Linked DNA regions of Cyprinus carpio: region 2 is linked to region 1. The links are chromatin contacts, called in public Hi-C maps. All regions are on one chromosome and are shown on one strand. Each heading gives the region's core, a stretch centred on a gene start, on an enhancer-like site or on the middle of the called end of the contact. The rest is flanking DNA. Distances are from core to core; before and after follow the strand shown. Region 1 overlaps ppp2r1bb (serine/threonine-protein phosphatase 2A 65 kDa regulatory subunit A beta isoform). Region 2 holds the start of LOC109103188 (serine/threonine-protein kinase SIK2-like).

The links. A called contact is a pair of places that touch in the nucleus more often than the background predicts.
Region 2: a contact with region 1 is called in a Hi-C map of skeletal muscle, with 3 times the contacts expected there. The contact joins the promoter of LOC109103188 here to the enhancer-like site in region 1. A contact is called at or near these places in 5 of 8 Hi-C or Micro-C datasets (liver, red blood cells and skeletal muscle).

Annotation. Positions count from the first base shown.
Region 1 is chrB15:15,944,084-15,950,659 of ASM1834038v1, forward strand. ppp2r1bb (serine/threonine-protein phosphatase 2A 65 kDa regulatory subunit A beta isoform) reads left to right here. Exons shown (of 16, transcript XM_042739450.1): 11 at 1,388-1,561; 12 at 2,000-2,060; 13 at 5,225-5,379; 14 at 5,520-5,662; 15 at 5,753-5,844; 16 at 5,940-6,576. The coding sequence ends at 5,956. Among protein-coding and RNA genes, the nearest start is that of ppp2r1bb, 15 kb to the left of the region's middle. Within about 2 kb of position 3,443, at least 1 of the 8 cell types and tissues checked has an H3K27ac peak or open chromatin away from gene starts, as enhancers often do. A contact at or near this core is called in skeletal muscle, where this site is marked.
Region 2 is chrB15:15,988,082-15,994,657 of ASM1834038v1, forward strand. It overlaps LOC109103188 (serine/threonine-protein kinase SIK2-like), which reads right to left and starts at 4,166. Exons shown (of 15, transcript XM_019116554.2): 1 at 3,730-4,166; 2 at 720-836. The coding sequence starts at 3,867. LOC109103225 (layilin-like) reads right to left here. Exons shown (of 7, transcript XM_042739452.1): 7 at 5,649-6,576. The coding sequence ends at 6,437.

The DNA of each region.
Region 1 (6,576 bases), core at 2,193-4,692:
TGTCTTCTCTAAGGCCCTTGATTTATGTTCCTTTGGTTGGGCTCTTGTGCATGATCACTCTCAGAGTTGTATTAGCTTTTCGATTGTAGTAATAAACTTTTAGTCTGTTTTTAAATGAAGTTGAACTTTGGCCTCAGCTTTCAGCAAGACCATGCCAAACCGAAACCCATCCAAACTCTTTCCTCCAGTGTTTGTGTTCCCTTCTGTTTTATTGGACTCCTCTCGATTGTCAAACACACCATCTGAATATGTTAAGAGCTGGATTCTGTGAATTCTGTCCTGAAGTGTATTTCCATTGGCTGCTTATCCACCCGGCTCTGTTTGACTAACAAACTTTGTTGTTTGGATTTTAGTCAGTCATCACCAAAGTGCACTTGCTCAAGCAAGTCATCAAATATTTGGCAGCATGTAAACGTGCGCTGTAACAATATCACATGAGTGTGGCGTCCTCCTGGAGCCATTTAAAGGAAATATAAAAGATGGAGACCTTTTGCTTTCAGTAAAATTCATACATACATAGAAGAAATTATGGGGACTTTAAAGCCATAAAATCATTGATGACCTTATTTACTTTCTTTAATACACATTTAACATGCTGATCTTTTTCTGCAAGTTTCATTGGTGTTGAAACTTATTGTTATTCCTTGTTAAAGGGTTATTTCACCCAAAAAATTAAAATTCTGTCTTTAATTACTCACCCTTCTGTCATTTCAAACCCGTAAGACTTTTGTTCATCTTCGGAACACAAATTAAGGTATTTTTGATGAAATCCGAGAGCTTTCTGATCCTCCGTAGATGGCAAAGCAACTGAAATTTTTGAGGCCCAGAAAGGTAGTAAAGACATCAGCGGTTCAACTGTAATTTTATGAAGCTGCGAGAATAGACTGACACGGAAGAGAATAAATTGTTGAATAAAGTCGTTATTTTTGTTCTCTTTGCATGCAAAAAGTATTCTCGTAGCTTCATAAAATTAAGGTTGAACCACTGATGTCACATGGACTATTTTAACGATGTCCTCCTTACTACCTTCCTGGGCCTTGAACATCTCAGTTGCGTTGCTGTCTATGCAGGTTCAGAAAGCTCTCGGATTTCATCAAAAATATCTTAATTTGTGTTCTGAAGATGGACGAAGGTCTTACGGGTTTGGAACGACACAAAGGGTTAGTAATTAATGACAGAATTTTAATTTTTGGGTAAACTAGCCCTTTAAAACAAAATACGTAATACAGTGTATAGTGTTTAGTGTCCTGGTGTTCATCTGATAAAAAAAAAAGAGAAAAAAAAAAATATATATATATCTATATATATATATATATATATATATATATATATATATATATATTTTATATATTTATTTATATATAATCTTTTTTTTATTTTCCTGTAGTGTCCTGAGGTGCGTCTGAACATCATCTCTAATCTGGACTGTGTGAATGAGGTGATCGGGATTCGCCAGCTCTCTCAGTCTTTGCTGCCAGCTATAGTAGAGCTGGCTGAGGATGCCAAGTGGAGGGTTCGACTGGCCATCATTGAGTACATGCCTTTGCTGGCTGGCCAACTGGTGAGTCTGCGCTCCACTCAAGATCGATTAATTGTATCTGGGCAGTAAAAGATAATCACTCTCATGTTGTTTCAAACAGTTTATTTCTTCTGTTGAACACAAAAGACATTTTGAAGAATGTCGTTAACCAAACAGTTGATAATCCCGTTGACTTCTGTAGTATTTTTTTCCATACTCTGGAAGTCAATGGCTATCGTCAGCTGTTTGATTACCAACATTCTTCAAAATATCTTCTTTAGTGCTCAACAGAAGAAAAAAAAAACTTACATAGGTTTGGAACAACTTGAGGTTGAGTAAATGAGGTTGAGAATTTTTTATTTTTGGGACATCTACCCCTTAAAGCTCTAAAATGACAGAGTGATTTGGAAACACGTGGGAATGAGAAATAGGTGGATTGTTACTTTATGGATTGTAACTGTATTCCAACTTTATTTCTAGGGAGTGGAGTTCTTTGATGAGAAGTTGAATTCACTGTGCATGGCATGGCTCATTGATCACGGTAGGTTTTCTGAGTTTGACGATTACTGACAACAATGAACCAGAACCTTTAAACTGTATAAGTTCATGCAGATGCATTTGCTTAAATTTGAAGACAGCACACTGAAGACATGCAGCAGTTGCCTCAGCCTCTCTTCTGTCCTACTCCTTCCCCAAAAGGAGAAAGAGATTTCTCAAAGTTTCTGCTATCAGCAAATTATAAGGGTCTGATAAGATTCTAGCACTCTCTCTCTCTCTCTCTACATTTCTATTGCTTTCTTCCTTCTCTCAATTTCACCTCCCTGTGTGTCATTCTATCCTTATTATGATGTTGTTCTTTTTAAGTAGAAAAGGGAACTGAGACTCTTTAACAAGGTTAAGTGTGTAAATATCTTAATCCACATCTAAGTCTAAATCCAAGTACAATCTCTAAATACTGTCTTAGACTGCATATTATCAAGAGTAATTTTTTTGTAATGATTATTAAAATTAGACTACATGTACAATACTCTTCTACGGTTTGGTGACAGTAAGATCAAATTTTAAGATTTAAAATTAAGATTTAATCCTACTTTTATACAGCAAGGGTGCATCAAAAAAATAAAGTAACAGTAAAGACATTTATAATTTAATCATTTTATTTAGAAGAAATGCTATTTTTGTGCTTTTTATTCATCAAAGAATTCAGAAAAATAGCACTAAATCCATATATTTGAAAGATTTCTTTAAGATCACTAAAGACTGGAGTAATGGCTGCTGATAATTCCGATTTTTCATCACAATATCTAATATCCTGGTTCAAACAGGCGCCACTTTTGTAGAACAGATAAGACTTTTAAATTGCCTGCTGATCTCGCTTTGATTGGCGTGTCAGTGGTAATGAATGTTTCAGATTGATGAGCCTCTTAGTAAATCTTCAATTTAATGGTTGTCAGAATGGTTATGATCTCACTTTGAACCATGCGCTGAGTGGATCCAGCTGTTGAGGTGTTTTGCATGGTGATTTTCAGCGAGGACCTCAACCATGTGCGCACACACATACACGCACAGTTTCACTCTGACACAGTTGTAGACAAAGGGCCAGATGGGTTACATCACTGGAATGTTCTTGTATATCCTGTGCTGCTGGGCCAGTGCTGTCCTCTTACATAAGAGCTCAGAGCCAGAGCGGCGCTGTGCTCGGCTGTCTGTCATGTGTAAATCTGAACTCTTTCTGACAAATACACACAGGAACATCTGCAAGAGATATACAGTGTTAAATGGATTGTCTCATTTTTTGTGTGTTTTATAATCTCCATTTAAAGCTTGACCTGCTTCATGAAATTGCTCATCGTATTTTGGCTGATGTGTAGCATTTTATTTTTTTCATAAGATCTGTAAGGACTATGGATAGAGGTTTGGCTTGAATTTTAAACTCTAAATAGGATTGTCTCAGGCAAATTCCCAGTCTTTTGATAAAGGGGGTTATGTCATCGTAAAACGGATTTCAAAAGAGCCGCCCGTCTGATGTTTAGCAGATTTGTGATGCACAATTTCACAGGATGTTTGTAGATATTTACTCTTCCGAGAATGAAGGTTAAATGGCTTGATTGTGATCTCTATTTGAGTTATTGTGAAGTCAGGTGGAATGTAATCTATGGAGGTAATGCTGAGCACCAAAACAATGTTGATTAACCCTGCTTGGGTCCAACTGTTGTGCCAGATAATCTGATCAAACAAACCGAAAGCTGAAATTAGTGCATTATTCATATTAAATCATCTTTTTAGGAGAAAAATAAGTGGAATGGTAGACTTCTGTTGGATAAAGAGGGTGGTGTAGTGTAATGGATAAAAATCTGGACTGGTAATGGAAGATTGTAGTTTTAAACCCCTTAAGGGACAATCCATGAATCACTATTGTGTCCTTAAATGGACACTATTTTATGTACTGGTGAATCTTCTATATGACATGTCCAGTTTTCACAATTCTGTAAATCTACAGTAGATGAAGTCCCATGCCATATATTTATGTGTAGAATGGGACTTTGTCCACTGTAAATGTATTTATTTTTAATGTATTTCTTATTTTAATTTTAATTAATTTTTATAGATAGCAGGGGTGATTCTAAGATTTTCGTTTTAGGGGGGCTCAGCCCCCAATGAGGGTATAATAATAAAAAAAAACATAAAATAAAAAATGATTGACTAATAGGGTAAGGTGGTAAACTAAACTTATTGCATTTTATTACATTTTGCAACTTATTGTATTTCACTGAATTGCATAGATAGGTGTAACATTGGAGTACTGAATAAGCCATACAAGTCTTCCTGAATCCTGATCTCACACACACACACACACACACACACACACACACACACACACACACACACACACACACCTGTTTACTGTACAAACACAAAATTTTACTGTTTGCATTTCTCTTTCTTCAGCTCAAGTATGCAAACCTATTTGCCACATGCACCGCAATTAATAAAGTTTTATGTTAAAAGTAACATTTTCAAATAAAAATGGCAACATGATAATTTTATATAGTATGTGTTTATATGTGTTAAGGGCTTCATTTTCGCTGGAGGAAACCGCTGTGGTGTGATGAGATGGAAAACCGATTGCTCCCCATGATATTTTGTAAACTGTCTTTATGCACAGATGCAGATATCATAACAATCTGTCGATAAACACATACCTTGTCCTCTGTGTCTTGGTCTGCGGATTGAAGAATGCATTGAAAGACAGGGAGGAGCCGATCTAAGTCTTCTGCCGTTTTCATATGAAATTTAAAGGGTACTGAGGCAATCACGAATTCGTGTACAGTTTGCAGAGCTAATTGCAAAATTTTTAGGGGGGCTGAGTAATCATTGGTCTAGCGATGGCATAGCAACGCCCATGATAGATAGATAGATAGATAGATAGATAGATAGACTTTTTAATTATATTTTTATTTTATTTTAATGTAGATTTTTCTGACAAATACACACAATCATTCATTCTCTACTTTTCTCTAAGTGACAATTTGTGATACTGAAGAATGTATGTCTTCAGTTTGTATGGCATGGCAGTAGACTGTATATTTGGTGGTGTGTCCTAAAAATTACATTTATCTAAAGGTCAGTTTTCATCTTCATCTCAATTCTCAATCTTCGTGTGAGCCTGTGAGTTAACATTAGTATCTTGGCCTTGTTCTGCAGTGTTTGCTATCCGAGAGGCTGCCACCTGCAACCTCATGAAGCTGGTGGAGAAGTTTGGAGCAGAATGGGCCCAGAACACCATTGTGCCCAAAGTCCTTGGCATGGCCAATGATTCCAACTACCTGCACAGGATGACCACTCTCTTCTGCATCAATGTAAGTCTGGATGCCCTGGCTGGTGCCTGTTTCTTAAACCTAAATGTTCTCCCAGTTGAAAGTCATTACATTAATATCTGGTGTTGCAAAATGACAACAAATGAAAGCCTTTTTTTATTCAATTTATTTTTATGGGTCAGGCTCTGTCTGGAGTATGTGGACAGGAAATCACCACCAAGCACATGTTGCCTGTAGTCCTCAAGATGTCCACTGATCAGGTGGCTAATGTGCGCTTCAATGTGGCCAGGTGCTTACAGAAGATCGGACCAGTTTTGGACAGCAGGTATCTTTAAATAATAGCTGCCTGTACCCTTTTGTATCTTGATGGCATAAGCAAACAAACCAGCAGTACTAACAATGATGTTTTCAATAGTGCTTTGCAGGCCGAGGTTAAACCAGTCCTGGAGAAACTAGCTACAGACCAAGATATGGATGTGAAGTACTTTGCCCTAGAGGCTATAAGTGGTACATTTCCTTTTATCTCTTTAACCTTTGAAACATGAATCCTTTCAGAAACATTGCTTCATTCTCCTCTGTACTGTTTTTCGCTCTCTCCATAGTTCTTGCCTTGGCTTGAAAGACTTCCTCACCACATCCAGTGAAAAACTGACAACACAAGACCTGTTGCATTATATTTATTGTTTAAGTATTGTCGTTGTGTTCTTGTTTACTCTCAAAGATATTGAATGATCAAAGGATGGACTTTCTATGAAGTTTTACCTCAAACATTGTTAGAGAAGCTAAGCTCTGCATGCTTGTACAATTTACGCATAGCTCTTCGCAAACATCACCTCATGAGCCATCCCAGTGCGATCGTATCGGAATCGGTACATGCCTGCTTCAGCATGCCATTTGCTTTTCTTAGACCAGAGCTCATCCTGCCAGTAGCAGATGGTGCGAAATGCCTGTTTATTTGCTTTAGTAGATTTGCTAGCGCACAGCACATTGTTTACATGTGTTCCCTCTCTAGAGGGGGAAAAAAATCTCATGTGCTCACACGGTTTAACCGCAGAGTCCTCCATGTGCACAGGGCAGATTGTGTTCTGAGCACATGGTTGGATTGTGGTCTCTCTAGAAATTTGCTTTACGCAATGAAGTCACACCTTTATCATGAGCTTTTTCCATTTAGGGACCATATAATTGAATCAGTTGTGCGGTAACATGGGATGCACGTATGAAACAACACAACATCAATTC
Region 2 (6,576 bases), core at 2,916-5,415, 45 kb after region 1:
TCGAGATATCGCCAGAGGTCATGAAAACCTTTCCAATGTAAGTTAAATATTAATATAATAATTAGATATTATTACATATAATTTGGTAGAAAAACAAAGTGTTGCATGTTTTATTGGTGCAAAGATGAGTAGTGGTGATATTTATTTTGTACAACATTTGCAACTGCTTTTTATCACTTAATTAGGACCACCACAAATTGTGTCATGTTATAGGCTAGGATACTGAACAGAACTTTAGAAGTTGATTTGAAAATGCAGAGTATTGAAAACAAAAAAAAAAGATATGTAACATTATAAGTGTGTCCCATTAGGTAATGAAAAGTTCTACACACACTTGTGGTCTTCATCCTCACTTAAACACTTGGGCCAAATACAGAAAATGTGCCATATAAGTAGTCAAATGGTCAAGTGCAAAGACTGATTATAAGATTATATAAAAAAAGCTACTTTGTGTTATTTATTAATTAGCTAAAACTTAAAATCAGTTATTGAACCAGCCACAACAAGCTGTAGACTCTCAGTTATCAACCCAGAAATTCCACACTGGTACATCCCTTTTAAAACCTTACTATTTTTTAAAATGTTTTTTTTTTTTTTTTTACATTTAGTCATTTAGCAGATGCTTTTATCCAGATCAACTTATAAACGAGAAGCACCACAAGCAATTTATCACATAAGAGCCAACAATACTGGCAGGAAATGGCCTGGGCAGGCATTACCTGGTACAGTTTAATGATGTGCGGATGGTCCAGCATTTTCATGATCTGTACTTCACGATAGATCTTCTCTAGGTTCACAGCATCCAGCTGGGTCTTGTCGATGATCTTTATAGCCACCTGTTGAACGAAGGGCACAGAGACACACTTTCATTGGCATGGAGCCTAATGCCTCGAGCTACTCGGTGAAATTCATTAGTCTTGTTACTGTCTGCAGTGCAGGTCGATCCAGTCTTCACAAGCCCCAGCGCGGATCAAAGGCAAAATACACGTGAGCAAAGCTAATACACACCTGAGCGTCAGGTTAATGGCTTAACTACTGAAGTAGGACAATGATCCAAATTATCTTATTATTTTCCCACAGGCTTTTCATCATTTGCCAGACAAATGGGAGAAGAACAGGAGTAATTTACCATTTCATAACCACTCATACCTCAATCCCCCTTTTGACTGTATAATAATCATCTTCAGGTAAGTACACAGAAGCGGAAAAAACAGAACAGATTCCACAGTTAAGACTTTGACCTGTGTGTTATATCATTAGTGATATAAAACATTTATGTTATGAATATTTACAAGACTTTAGTGCTTCGGCTTACTTCCTACTGTAAGTATAAGGAATCTTCAAAGTATAATAGAATACAAAATATTTTAAAGACATCTTGAAAAAATATCAGTCAATCTTGATGTACATTAAAACACAAATATTTTTAAATGCCAAAATAAGGCTGAACAATAAGGATTTTTTTTTTCTGCATGGATTTTTACCCTGTCAACATTTTCACCAGCCCTACCACAATTTATATATTATTAAAAAACATTAATAAGAATGTTCTGAAAAATAAACTGGTGGGCCCAGTGAAAATACTAGTAAGGACTGCAAAAATTCAGGCTAGCAGAAAAATAACATAATATAATGAAAAAAAGCACAAATTATATACATACATACATTCACACACACACAAATATATATATATATATATATATACATATATATTCTCTATAAATATATATAAAAATGTAAATATATAAATAAATAATAAGTTAAAATATATATATCTATATATATATATATATATATATATATATATATATATATATATATGATTGGTTTCATAATTGTAATTGATGCTTTAAAGATTTGTTCTCATGCAATTTCAACAAAAAATAATTTGTTTGCAAAGCAGCATCTAGGTGACATCAACAGATTTTGCAACAACGATCTTTTTTTTTTTTTACATGAATCCAAATGTTTACATTTGAAAGGCATAAAAACATATTTGCGCGATCAATGCAAGAAAGACATAATGTACTTGACAAGTGACAGTTCTGTCTGTTGGCCTGAAACTGTCTCACACTGACCCCAGGCCAGCCTTGTTGCTGACCCCTGGAAAGCATAACGGTAACTGACTGAAAACATTAGAGCACATCACCATGAATCAGCTGTCAGATGCAAATGTGGTTAGTCATTCTCATTGGAAGTAACAGTGATCCAACTGTCCGTTGAAACCATGAACAATGCAGGCGATACACAAAGCAGAAGACACATGCTACCAGAGCATGTGTATTCTGAAGACAGCTCCGAAGAAGAACAGAGAAATCATAAAACACAAGAGACTGATGGGAAGCCGAGACAGTGTCATCCCCACAGAAATGAAGCCACCTCGAGGCAGCCATTGCAGAGATGCATCAACTGTGTACAACATAATCCTGTTAAATAGCATAATTCCACACAGTGCTCCAATGCTAAACTCTACATCTGCAGACTTGCAGACAGTCTTAAAAAACAGCTCTCTGGCCAAGCGAAAATTACAGCTCACACCTACCGTTATAACACCCTGAACCACAACTTTACTGCAAAGCAACACAATGTCACCAAGGTCAATAGAAATCATTTAATGCAGACCGCACTCACAAAGCACACACATTTTAGAGCTGAGTGTAACTACATTTTTAAATAATTTATGACATTTTCGTGAACACGGTAACCTTGTGTCATGCAAACAGTGCTCAGCAGGGTTTCTTTGCAAGGAATGCGAGACAATCATCAGCTCAGGTTTAGCGATGAGATGACATCCATTATCACAAAATCACCCTTTGCTTATGCAACCACTGCACAAATGCACAAAAGCATGGCCCACATTTAATGGGCACTAAACCAGCATGATTTCTTGCTATTGTACACGGCCTTTGTCTTTCTTTGACAACTAGGTTTGGACACCCTGCACTTTTGGAATACTCTGCATATTTCAGTTGAGGCGTTAGGCTGCTGGACGTGCGTTTATCAGTGCATGCAAAGCTGCACAAAGGCTTCAGCTAGTTGTAGTCAACATACTTCGGACCAGGGTCTGAACTGAAATAAATGCAACTGAAAGTGACAAAAATGCCTCGGGTATTAAAAATGAACTATTGTTTTGTTTTTTTATGTTTTTAACACATATTATATGGGTCTGATAATATTTTATAATAAGAACAATGATTTTAATTGAAATATTTTACATAAATTTTGAAAACCAATGGTTTTTTTAAACATTATTAATATTTATTTAAAAAGTAGTCATAATTCTTAAGATGATTAATAAAAATAATACTTATTAAGCAAAAATGATGAATTTTTTTACAAACTAATTCTTGCTTTTAATGTTATTAACATTTCATATATCTGGATATTGGCTTGATGATTTTATTTTACAATAAAAAAAAAACTGATTTCAATTAAACGTTTAAGTATTTTGCATTTTGACAACATACAAATATTCAAAACACTAAAAAATCAACCATGACTAGAAGTTATAAAACGTTCCTAAAAAACAAACCCAGGTGGCTCCTTAAAAACGTGACACCGCTTCAGACAAACAGGTTGTTTGTTACCCAAAGATACTAAGTTCTCACATAACTAGTATCAACAATAGTGTGAGTGCAACTGTAACTGCTATCTCGTAGTGTTTCTGTGCGGTGCACAAGGGTTAGTAGTTAGTTAGAGGGCTGAGCAGCTGATATATTATCAACTCACCTCTGTCTTGGTTATGCGATGTCTTGCCAGTTTCACAACAGCGAAATTGCCCTTTCCAAGAGTCCGCTCTATATCGTAGAAGCCCACTCGGACGGGACCCCTGAGCACTGGCTTTTGGTGACAGTCAGCCATGACCATGCTGTTAGTGAAACACTAGGGCTTGGGGCGAGAAGATAGAGACCTGCCACTTGAGCCTCAAGATAACGAGGTCGGCAGAGGCTAAACCGTGTCGAAATGCCAGCGTGCCGGCCAGGGTGCTCGCTGACGGTCCGCTCCAGTCTCAGCAGAAGAAGCAGGAGCGCGCCGATGTGTCACGCCACCTCCTTCAATACAATAGAGCTCTAATATTTCAGCTGTGTTTGCGAGAGTACACGAGTTGACTTGCAGGAGGCATCATGTTCTCTGGTTGACGTGCATTGACGTCAGAGCCTATGGGGGTATTTGCACAAGGGGCGGGGCTTCCAAGCGCTTCCACACTCGAGTGCCAATTCGTTTCCAAGACGACCAGACCCACCTCTTACGTCAACGGCCAGAGCGTCGCTGTGTTTGCTCGAGCGCTGGCTGCGAAAGTCTGCCGCCAGAAACTTTGATAAAGTCTCTCGCGCTTCAGTCGAGGAATGAGAGCCGACGGCGGCGCGCTGTGTTCGTCCGGCTTTTTCAATCTTTTAGATTCCACGGACCTTCCAAATATGACGATCCTCGCACATTTTTAGTTTTCTGCGTAAAGACCCCATTTATACTGCGAAAAAATATTATTTGGAAAATATTTAGTTTCTGATGAGTTACATTATTACAGTACTGTATGGTTAGATGCATTCATATACAGTCAAACCAAAAATTATTCAGACACTAGATATCATTTTAGATATTTTTTACTAGTGGGTGCAGGACACTATGGTTCATTTATGTAAGTGAGGATAGCAAAATAAACTGTGACATATTATATCCAAAAATCTTTATACAGTTGACTACCAGTAAAATTATTCAGACACTTTGACCTGACCATGTTTTGCTTATCTGTTTTGTTTTGTTTTTCTTTAAGGTTAATTGCTAATGCTACTTTTTACACTACAGACTGAATAAAATGACTAAGCATTCCTTGGTAATTAGTTGACCTAAATTGGTATTATCTGATTGTGTACTTAAATTTAAAAGCTGACAGCCATTTGTGAGACAGTCTAACAGACGGATGGCATTATCAAGATGAATTTGTTCTGACAGTTTAACTCTTCTTGGCATATTTTAATCACATTTTGACATCTAGGGCACTAAGACGTGTTTGCAACCCAACCCTATAGACATCAAAGCGGGTGTGGCACATATTTGCTCAATTACATAACCAACCATAATCATATAAAGCAGAATTTTGGTAGAAACATTATGTGTTTGTGTGTATTTGTAGAATCAACTGAAGGAGAGCGGTATTGTGCAGTACTCAACAGTTTATACAACAGTTTAATAAACAAGTCATTCATATCAAGAGTATGTAAGCGTAGAAACGCATTACAGACAGTGCATGATTTGTATTGGAAAATTTAATTTAAACACCTCCATGACATAAGTGCAACAAATATGTCCTCAAAGCTGCACGCAATTCAGTTCTAGGTGGCCTATCATATGGCGACCTCTGACGGTCACGTGCTGTACTGCAGTCACTCAGGTCTAATAAAACACTTCCCTGCCCCTACAGCTCTGATGACGTCAGGGAACTCAGCCGAATATTAATGCATTTACAAAGAATCGCGTTTAGCTCAAAATATTTGCAATAAATTGAAAGTGACGCAGTCACTAAAAGGGTACAAAATATGTAATAGAAGGGTTTGTAAAATGAGTCATCTGAAGTTGCAAGCATGCAGCAGTAACATTTAACGGTATGGAAAAGGTAAAGATCTATTCTCAGCATGACAAAAGCCACCTAATGAGGTTTCAAAAACATTTATTCAAATCAATATTATCAAATACAGTTAAATAAAATCATTTGTTAGAGTTACATTGTGTCAAGGTCAGGCCATTTCCATGACTTTTGCAGTCAAGTCCTTACCAATTAGTAAAGCATTACTAGTCCATTACTATTCCAGGCCTGATTCAAAATTTCCAAGACATTTCCAGGTTGTCCAGGAGTGCGGGAACAATGCTGATTAAACAAAAATACGTTTATTAAAAGCTATTCTGTGGTTATTATTATTATTATTATTATAAGGACAGACAACATATCATTTACAATCTAAATACAGCAAAAATGGTTTATCTTTCTGCTCATAATTTGATACCCAAAAGCAAAATACATTCAATATGTTACAATAATGTTTTATATATATAAATCCTTTAATTCTGTTTTTACACAAAAGAGTTACAAAGCCACTACCCAGTCTTTCAAAACCAGTAGGTATCCTTTATAGAGGCCATTCTCAGAGACACAAAAGGATGTTGTTGAGATAGGCTGAGAGGTCAGCGCACTGTTTTGTAAATGTCCAAATGGAAGTCCCGTTCCAGGATGCCAGCTTCCACAGCGGAAGCCCTCACAAGCTGATGACACCTTTATGCTTCTTTGAATAGTCAGTTATGGGAATCTGTACACCCCTGCATTAGACCGCCACTGGATTCCCCAACGGGTCACATAGTGCACATCAAAGAGCAGACATGATAGGAGAGCCAGTCACACTAGTGGGCGAGACTTTACCAGTCAGTATACACACTGTATAGTCTTTTAGTATCCATAGATGTCATTGTCCACCCATCCAGCCTCTACCACCGAGGAGCTCCGGCAGGTCTCGTAGATGTCATTTGTGACAAACCCACACTGCGTGGGGTGGCTCGGGTCGTTCTCATATTCCTCAAACTGATTGA